2 separate regions of the Pan troglodytes genome follow, and region 2 is linked to region 1. The links are chromatin contacts, called in public Hi-C maps. All regions are on one chromosome and are shown on one strand. The core of a region is the stretch at or near the end of the contact, and the rest is flanking DNA. Distances in the headings are between cores, read along the strand shown. Region 1 holds the start of BAIAP2L2 (BAR/IMD domain containing adaptor protein 2 like 2). Region 2 holds the start of MAFF (MAF bZIP transcription factor F).

Region 1 (4,343 bases), core at 982-3,481:
AAGAAAGAAAGAGAGAGAGACAGAGGAGGGAGGGAGGGAAACTTCAGGGAGAGGGGACATGGAGGCCTGTCGACTCAGTCGCTACCCTTTCCCCCACTCATCATCCCTGAAAGGGCACTGCTGAGACTTCTGCCCCTCTGATTGCACAGCTGGGACAGTCCCTGCAGTCCCAGGAAGGGGTTTTGCCCGAGCCACTCTGCTGCTGTGTGGCTCAGCCTGACTCGAAAGAGCCTGGGGCTCCCCAGGCTGGGGCTCCGAGAGTGCAGGGCAGGGCCGGGCGGGGTGCGGGCCGGGCGGGGTGTGGGCCCGGCACTCACCAAGGCTGCTTCTCACCAGTGCACGGATCCAGACGGGCGGGCTGTGGACCGGGCACGGGCCTGGTGCGAGATGGTCGGCATCCAGTACTTCAGGTGAGGGCTCAGCCGCCCCAGCCCTTGGCCCCGTGCCCTGGCCTGGTCGGACTCACCGACCTTCCCCTCCCAGCCCTAGTGTGGACTTTCCCTTCCCCAAGGGTCTGCTCTGTTCCCCAAGCCCACCCTGGTCCTAGCTGGCGTCCCCTGCCCAGCCTGAGCATCCTAGGGTGACCCCCTCCTCCCTGGCCCGAACAGATTGAACCCCCAGCTGGGAACGGACATCATGCTGGATGAGGTCAGTGACACAGTGCTGGTCAACGCCCTCTGGGAGACCGAGGTCTACATCTATGAGCACCGCGAGGAGTTCCAGAAGCTCATCCAGCTGCTGCTCTCACCCTGAGGGTCCCCAGCCTCTCACCGGCCCCAGCTGACCTCGTCCATTCAGCCCCTGCCAGGCCAGGCCCAGCCACTGCCCTCCCGGGCAGATCTGGGCCCAGGCACCTCTGAGTCCATAGACCAGGCCTGGGAGAATGCCAAGCTGCCTGCCCGAGGCTGGTCCTGAAGGCCTGTCTCCCACTAACCCCGCCTTCCAGCACTTTCTGTCATTCCAGGCTGGGAAAGTTTAGAGCCCCCTTTGGCCCCTTTCCCTGACTGTCAAGGACAACTGACTCCCCCATCAGCTCAAACATTAAGGGTACCCGGGCACAACCATACCCCTGCCCCCAGCCCCAGCCTCCCTGAGAGCCTGCAGGGCTGCCTCTGCCCCAGCCCCCAGCAAGGGCACTCCCAGGCTTCCTGGTGGGTGCAGCCCACTCCCTCTGCCCTCTGCTCCGTTCCCTGGGGGCTGGGACTAAAGAAACGGGGTGTCCCCCACCCCATCAGCTGGGAAAGCCCAGGCCGCAGGAGTGGGATGCCCGTTCGACTTTGCCCCTCACACTGGCCCAGCCCCTCACACTGCCCCACCCCGAGAACCCTCAGCTCTCAAAGGTCACTCCTGGGAGTTTCTTCTTCCCAATGGAAGTGGCTTAAGAGCCAAAACTGAAATAAATCATTTGGATTCAAGTTCACCTGTGTTGTGTGTGCAGTGGTGTGAGATCCACCTGTTCCCCTGACCCCCGGCTCCTCTCGGCCTTGACCCTTGGCCTTGACCGGACTTTTCCTTTGTACCCGGACACTCTGTTTTCCAGGATCCCTGGGCAGGGACACCTCCTCTTTCCTCTAGGCCTCCCCTAAACCGGCCCTTAGGGTATGCAGAGGCAGCTGCCAGGCCCACATACCCCCGGCAGGCCCAAGGAGGGCCACAATCCTCAACTTCATCTTGGAGGACCAGGGAGAGCCCCATTTGTCACCCAGAGAGGCCGGGGACTCTGCGTGGACAGGCAGCGCGTGTGCAGGGCCGAGGTCTGCCCAGGTCTGGGCAACTCCAGCGTTTGTGCTGCTCCTGCTCCGGCAAGTGGAGGAGCTGGGCGGGCCAGAGCGGCTGTGGGAGCCAAGCTCAGAGGGCGTGGCCCCACTGTGAGCCGCAGGCCTGAGGACAGTGAGAAGTAAAGCGGCGTTCCCCTCCAGGGGCTGCTGCTGCTGGGTCTGGCAGAGAGAGTCCTGGGGGAGGGCATCGGGCAGCGCCCACCCAGTAAGGTGGGCAATGCCTGGTATAGGCAGGTGGGAGGGCGGGGACCCCCAGGGTTGGGGTCCTTGAGGAGGGGGTGACCCAGGAGGGGGCTCATCCACATGGGCACTTGTATCAGCCCACAGCTCCAAGGGGTGAATAATTGAAGGGCAGGTCACACGAGCCTGCCCGTCACAGGATGCCTTCCCTGCCAGATCTGGTTACGCCCCAGATCACGTTCTGACATCCCGAGTTGGTGAATAATTAAGCTGCCACTCCTCTGAGGCAGGCCTCCATCTCCAGGTCCCTCTCCGCGGCTTCCTCGCTGCCAGCCGAGTCGTGGGCACCTGAGGGACTACCTACCACTGCTCCCGGCTGTGCCATCGCCACCAGCTCCCAGCCTCCTGCTCAGACCCGGGACAGCCCCTCCATGGCCCCCGAGATGGACCAGTTCTACAGGTCCACCATGGCCATCTACAAGGTGAGCACATGGGTGGCCAAGCCAGGCCTGAGCCCCTCCTCCCAGAGCACAGAAATCAGGCCCGCTCTGGAGGACGGAGGGCCAGCCGGGGCTGCAGATGTCCTGGAAAGGGAAGCCTGGAGCCAGGCTGGCCCAGGGGTGGGTACGGGGGTAAGGATCCCCGAGAGCACTCAGCCATACAGCAGGAACCCCCAACTCCCAGATGCTGGACAAGGCAGGAGGGAGCCCAAGGCCCAGGGTGGGGAGAGTTGAGTCTGGATGAGAAGGGCCTGGCTGCCCGGCCTGGGAATAAAGACCCTCTCTCTCCCTCTCTCTCATTTCTGAGCCCCTCAGACTTCCTACTTCACCCCCAGGGGGTTGTTGCAGCCGCCACAGACATTTATTGAGCACCTCCTGTGTGCAGGACCCTTTCACCTGTAAGCCTCACACCACCCACCTGTGAGGTCAAAAATGACCACCCTGTTTGATAGATGAGAAAACTGAGACCAAAGAGGTTAAACAGCTCATTCAAGGTCATGGAGGGAGGAAGAGGTGCTGCTGGGATTTGAACTGAGACCCAAGTCCAAGTCCAAGCCTAAGTCCAGGCCCGTCTTCACCATCCAGGGAGCTCTCTGCCTGGCCCCAGCCTGGGGAGGCCCACACTAATCCAGCCACAGCCTTGCCCATGGGGGGCTGTTCTTGGAGGAGGGCAAGAGCTGCCCTTGCCCCGGGGGTGACTGTTGGCAGCCCCAGGTGTATAGCCCAGCAAGGCCTGGACATAGGGCAGGGCTGAGCCGTGCCCAGTGGGGACCACAGCAGGTGGGCCAGCTTCTGCCCAGCGGGAGGAGGAGAACCTTCCAGGTGCACCATCTCGGGAGGCACCTCGGTCCCGCCAGAGCAGATGTGAGCGGGAGCTGGCTGTGAGGGGACCACAGCTTAGAACAGGACCCCAAAAGATGGGCTCTGAGGTCCCTGCAGCCAAGAGCCAGGATTCTGGGTGAGCCTAGGTTTGTAGATGGGCGCCCCAAAGTCTGGGGCTTCTCACTGGGCTGGGGGTGCCCTGTCCCTGACGCCTGGTGACTTGACTCCATCCATGGTTCCTTCTCGCTCCCCCATCTCTACACCTTTTTCCTCCCCTGGCCCTGGGGTCCAGAGCATCATGGAGCAGTTTAACCCCGCCCTGGAGAACCTGGTGTACCTGGGCAACAACTACCTGCGTGCCTTCCACGGTGAGTGCCTGCCCGGGCCACCGAGCCCCAGCCCTGGGCCTCTGCTGTTCCCACCCACCCAGGCCCCTCCCAGATTCTCTACACCCCACACCTGTTCATCCTCAACCCTACACCCTCCTACCCACCACCCTCACCCTCACACCTCTGCAGCCAGAGAGGCCTTATGCACCCCCACTCTCCTGTGCCCACGCACCCCAGTCCACACCCAGCACCCCTCATTGCCCCCTCCTTCAGGTGCCTCCAGACACTCCCATGATGCAGTACCAGGCCCTGCAGGCCCACACCGCCCCAGGGCAGCCCCTGACAGTGCATACATTTCTAGGTGTCACCTGGATGCCACCAGCTGAACCCACCCCTATATTCAGTCCCACCTCTGCACCCAGGCTCACACAGCAGCTGGCTTCCTCACTCCAACCAGCCACCACCCACACACCCTGCAGCTGGCCTTGACATTCACTCGGTCCCCATGCAAACCCTTGTACCCGTCCGCTGTGGCCGCTCATACCTGCCAATAGCACCCCACTACCCACCAGTGCTGATCAACCCTGAACCTCAGGGCCTCCCATCCCCCTGCTTCTTAGATGCTTTCCACGCCACCTCCCTGCCCCCAGCCCTCACCTTATGCCCCTGCACCTGAGTTTCACAGCTCAACTGGTCACACCCTCCTCAGGGGCACACACAGATGCCCACACCCC
Region 2 (4,343 bases), core at 1,028-3,527, 91 kb before region 1:
CTCATCCCTGGCATCTGGTCCAGGACAAGGGCCCAATGGCAATGCAGGGCCCAGGGGTGATTCAATGGGAAGTTAAACTTCTCAGTGCTAACTTTCCATCTGGGACTGAGTCAACCAGCCACTTCCCCTCATCCCCTGACCCCAGGCCCTACTTTGGAATGTTTCCTGCCCAGCTTTGAGGGTGGGCCTGTCTGGTTCCTGTGCTCCTGGCCCCAACCCTCCTGACTCAAACCCCACCTACTCTTGGGTACCCCCAGCTCCTGGCATGGGGCTGTCAGCCCTGCTTTCTCTTCCACAATTCACCTGGAAAATACGCTGTCTGCAGAGACTTCCAGAGCTTCCCCCTTCTACCCACCATCCTGCCATCCTGGCTGTTACCTAGTTCCCAGTGATAGATGGGAACACTGAGGGTCCCGGCTGCTGTAGCAGAGCTCACCCAGGGTTCAAAGATCCAAAGTCAAAAGATCATTGGTTCCTCACCCTAGCAAGTTCAATTGCTCCCCTCCCACGATTCCATAGACCGTGGGTGGGTGGGTGGAGGGGGAAGGTGGATTAAGACCAAGGAATCTCTAGCCCCCAGCCCATCCTGCAGGCGGCTACGACAAACAGGTGCTTTCTGCAGGGCTATTGGGTGAGTGGGTGGGTGGCGGCTAGGTCAGGCCCCACCCCTCACTCATTAACCCTTCGTGCAGTCAGAGTTCTATCCCCAATGCCTACTGACCCTGCCTGGCCCAGGGTGAGGACTTGGGGTCTGTCGGCTGGCTCAGAGCCTCAGCTAGCTTCCGGCGTCCAGCTGTAGGTCAGTCTAGTCTCACTAGTCCCACTTGTGAACTGAAACTACCAGGAGAGCGGAAACCGGCTCCGCCCCATCCTCCACGACCTAGCAGGTACAGCCTCCAGAACCCGGACTAGCTAAAAGCCTGTGGTCCTCTCCCTGCCCCGCACCCTTGCAGTCAAGGTTTTCTGGCCCTTCCTGTTCTCATGGGACTGAGGGGATGGACAACCCTGGGGACGAACGAGAGTCCCTTGGTTCTTCCCTCCCCAGGAAGCCCCAAAATCTGGGGACAAGAACCTGGGCTCCAACTCACTTTGTTACCAGATCCACCGGGGTGCCAAGCGGGGGTGGCTCACATCCCTCACTCCTAGCTCAGCTGGGTGGGGTCTTTGATACCTTGCCCCACCCTGTGGCTGCGGGCGCGGGCTCTGGGCCGGAGACAAACACTGGGGTCACGTGGCGGAGGCCCTGGGAAACTCCGGGGAGAGCCGGGGACGGGCAGCCCCGGGTAGTAGGACTGGGGCGGCCCGGGCCAGAATTCCCAGACCCCGTGCGAAGACGCACGGGTCCGCTTCCTTCGCTCGGGTCCTTGTTCCGCGTTTACTCCGGTGGCCGGCCCAGGGCACGCCCTCTCCGAGGTACACACTGCTGGTGTACAGGCCCCAGGGAGCGCGCGCGCGGACACGCACACACAAGCACAACACACGCACACACGCCCCCGAGGTACACAGCGCACGCACGCACCGGGCAGGATACCCAGGCCGCCCGCCAGGGAACACACGCCCGCCCTCGGACGTAAACAAACCGCGCACGCACCGCCCGCGGGCGCCGGGCCAGGGCCTGTTCCCACCGAGTCACGTAGGAGCACAGCGCCCCCGCCCCCGCCGGGCGGACGCGGAGATCGCCGGCCTGCGCTGCCCCTTCCTCCCGGCGCCGCTGCCTACCCGCCCGCGCCCCGGGAAGGGGCCCCGTCTCCACCCCCACTCCCCCGAGCTGGCCTCGGCCCCGTCCTCGGCGTCCCCGGGACGGCCGCTCCCTTCTCCCCGCCCCGAGCCGTCCGGGCGATGGAGCTCCGGGAGCCCCGACGGATCGGGCCCGGGCGCCCACCCCAGGCGCATCCCGGGACGCAGAAACCCTGCCGCCTTGGGGTCCCGCGCACCGTCCTCCTGGCCCCGCGTTCCTCACCCGCTTCTGGGCCCGCTTGGTCCGGCGCGCTCACACACGCGCGTCTCGCCGCTGTCCCGGCCGCTGTCCCGATCCGCGCTCCGGTCAGTCTCCCCTCCGCTCTGAGCCGCAGGTCGCTCTGAACCGGGCGCCCGGGAGCGCTGCGCTGAGTTTTGTTGTGGGGCGGGCGGCGCAGGGGGCCGAGGCCGCGCGGAGTTGTAAGGCGAGCTTCCCGGAATTACTCACTCACAGGATTCCTTTCATTCATAAAAACCCAGTCATGCGGTGACGTCACCGACCCGGCCGCCCTCCGGCCAGGAGCGGCCGCTTGGTCCCTCGGCCCCGCCCCCGTATGACCCCGCCCCCTGGAAGCCCCGCCCCCGGGGCTGCCGCGATTCTCTGCCTGGTTCCAGGGCTCGCTGGGTGCGTTCACGTGACACCTCGCGAGAGCCCCGTGGGTGTAGGTGTCATTGGCTCATTTTACAGGTAGTGGTCCTGGCCCTCTTCTTTCGACCTAGACCTTCTGCCTTAATGATCTCATCCAGTCCCGTGGCTTTAAATGACATTTATATGGCTATGAGCCCCAGGTTTGTATTTCCGGAGCGAACAGCTTCTCTGAGTTCCAGACTCATAGCCAGCTGCCCACTCTGCGCATCCAGTGGGTGTCAGATGGGCACTGCAGAGGACTCGGCCCAAAAACCCGCTCCTGATCGTCAGCCCTACCTCTGCTCCCTTGCCACCCCATCTCAGCTGCTCAAGCCAAAACCTTGGAGCCTGGCTCCATCCCTCCCTCTCCCTTCCTCCCCACCTCAGGACTCAAGCTAGCGGTGTCTCCAGGTCTCCTGCACAGGACCATTTCTCACCACCTCCAGTCATGGCACCTGGTCTCGGCATCATCAGCTTACCCGGACAATGGCAGCAGCCTCCGGATAGATAGGCTCCCTACTTTGCCTCCAAAGTCTTTCTTTCTATACCAGCCAATGTTCTTCTCAAAACAAAGCTCAGGTTGTTTACACACCTTCTTTGGCCACTCTCTCCTCATCCACTGCTCTTCGGCCACAGTGCCCTTCTTTCTGTCCCCCAAACATACCAAGCTCATTCCTGCGACAGGCCCTTGGCACTGGCTGTCTGGTCTTCTGTTCACTTGCCTGACTCTTTCTCATCTTTCACGTCAGCCCAGATGTCACTGCCTCAGAGAGACATTTCCTGACCACCCTGGTTAAAGCAGTCTTCACCTTGAATTTTTTTTTTTTTTTTTCGAGATAGGGTCTCACTCTGTCACCCAGGCTGGAGTGCAGTGGCACAATCTCGGCTCACTGCAACCTCCTTCTCCTGGACTCCAGCCATTCTCCCACCTTAGCCTCCCAAGTAGCTGGGACCATAAGCACACACCACCAATGCTAGGTTCATTTTTTGTTTTTTTGTTTTTTTTGTTTTTGTTTTTTTTTTGTAGAGACAGGGTTTTACCATGTTGCCCAAACTGGTCTCAAACTCCTGGACTCAGGCAATCCACCCATGCTGGCCTCCCAAAGTAATGGGATTACAGGCGCAAGCCACCGCACCCAGCCTTGAAATTTGTTCTTATATTATCTTAATACTTCTGTAGAGTGTTTCATCATTTATGTATGTGAGTGCTGGTTATTGTCTGTCTTCCCCAACCAGAATGTATGTTTTATGAAGGCAGGCCTTGCTTCTTTTTCTTTTTCTTTTTTTTTTTTTTTGAGACAGAGTCTCACTCTGTTGCCCAGGCTGGAGTGCAGTGGCATAATCTTGGCTCACTGCAACCTCCGCCTCCCAGGTTCAAGCAATTCAGCCCCCCAGTAGCTGGACTACAGGTGAGTCACCATGCCCGGCCAGGCTGGTTTTGAACCCCTGACCTCAGGCCACCCACCTCAGCCTCCCAAAGTGTTGGGATTGCAGACATGAGCCACTGCGCCTGGCCAGGCTTATCTTGTTCACCACTGCCCGCCCAGTGCCTGGAGTAGTGCTTGGCACATAGTAGGCCCACAGTAAATACATGTTGAAGGAATACATGACTGGAGGCTCAGAGAGGTGAAGATGACTTTCTAAATTCACTCAGCTAGGAAGTACAAGCACTGGAATTGGGATCCAGGTCTGAATGATTCCTGGCCCAGATGTTTGGGGGTACATCGCAACCAGGGGAGGAGGGCCACATAAACATGAGGGGTGTGCGCCGTGGTGGGAAGCCCCACCCAAAAGAGATGGCTTTGGAGGCCACGTGCGGGGTGGATGTTGCTGTTTATCCCCTGCTTTTCTTTGCTCATGATGTTCCCACTGCCTGAAATTCCATCGCTCCCACAGTCCCTCCTGTGAAGCCGACATCATGGCACTTACTCCACTGTGGAGGGCATAGGACCTCTCCAAATGGGTAGGCCTCTATGTG

The links. Hi-C and Micro-C count contacts between places; a contact is called where the count stands out from the background.
Region 2: a contact with region 1 is called in a Hi-C map of stem cell-derived neural progenitor cells, with 2.3 times the contacts expected there. The contact joins the promoter of MAFF here to the promoter of BAIAP2L2 in region 1. A contact is called at or near these places in 2 of 7 Hi-C or Micro-C datasets (blood and stem cell-derived neural progenitor cells) and 1 of 1 datasets of contacts at active chromatin or transcription factors (stem cell-derived excitatory neurons).

What each region holds. Positions count from the first base shown.
Region 1 is chr23:40,117,642-40,121,984 of NHGRI_mPanTro3-v2.0_pri, reverse strand. BAIAP2L2 (BAR/IMD domain containing adaptor protein 2 like 2) reads left to right here and starts at 2,231. Exons shown (of 14, transcript XM_024352930.3): 1 at 2,231-2,440; 2 at 3,573-3,648. The coding sequence starts at 2,390. It overlaps PLA2G6 (phospholipase A2 group VI), which reads left to right. Exons shown (of 17, transcript XR_010156020.1): 16 at 337-410; 17 at 609-1,420.
Region 2 is chr23:40,208,926-40,213,268 of NHGRI_mPanTro3-v2.0_pri, reverse strand. It overlaps MAFF (MAF bZIP transcription factor F), which reads right to left and starts at 2,277. Exons shown (of 3, transcript XM_001147709.6): 1 at 1,961-2,277.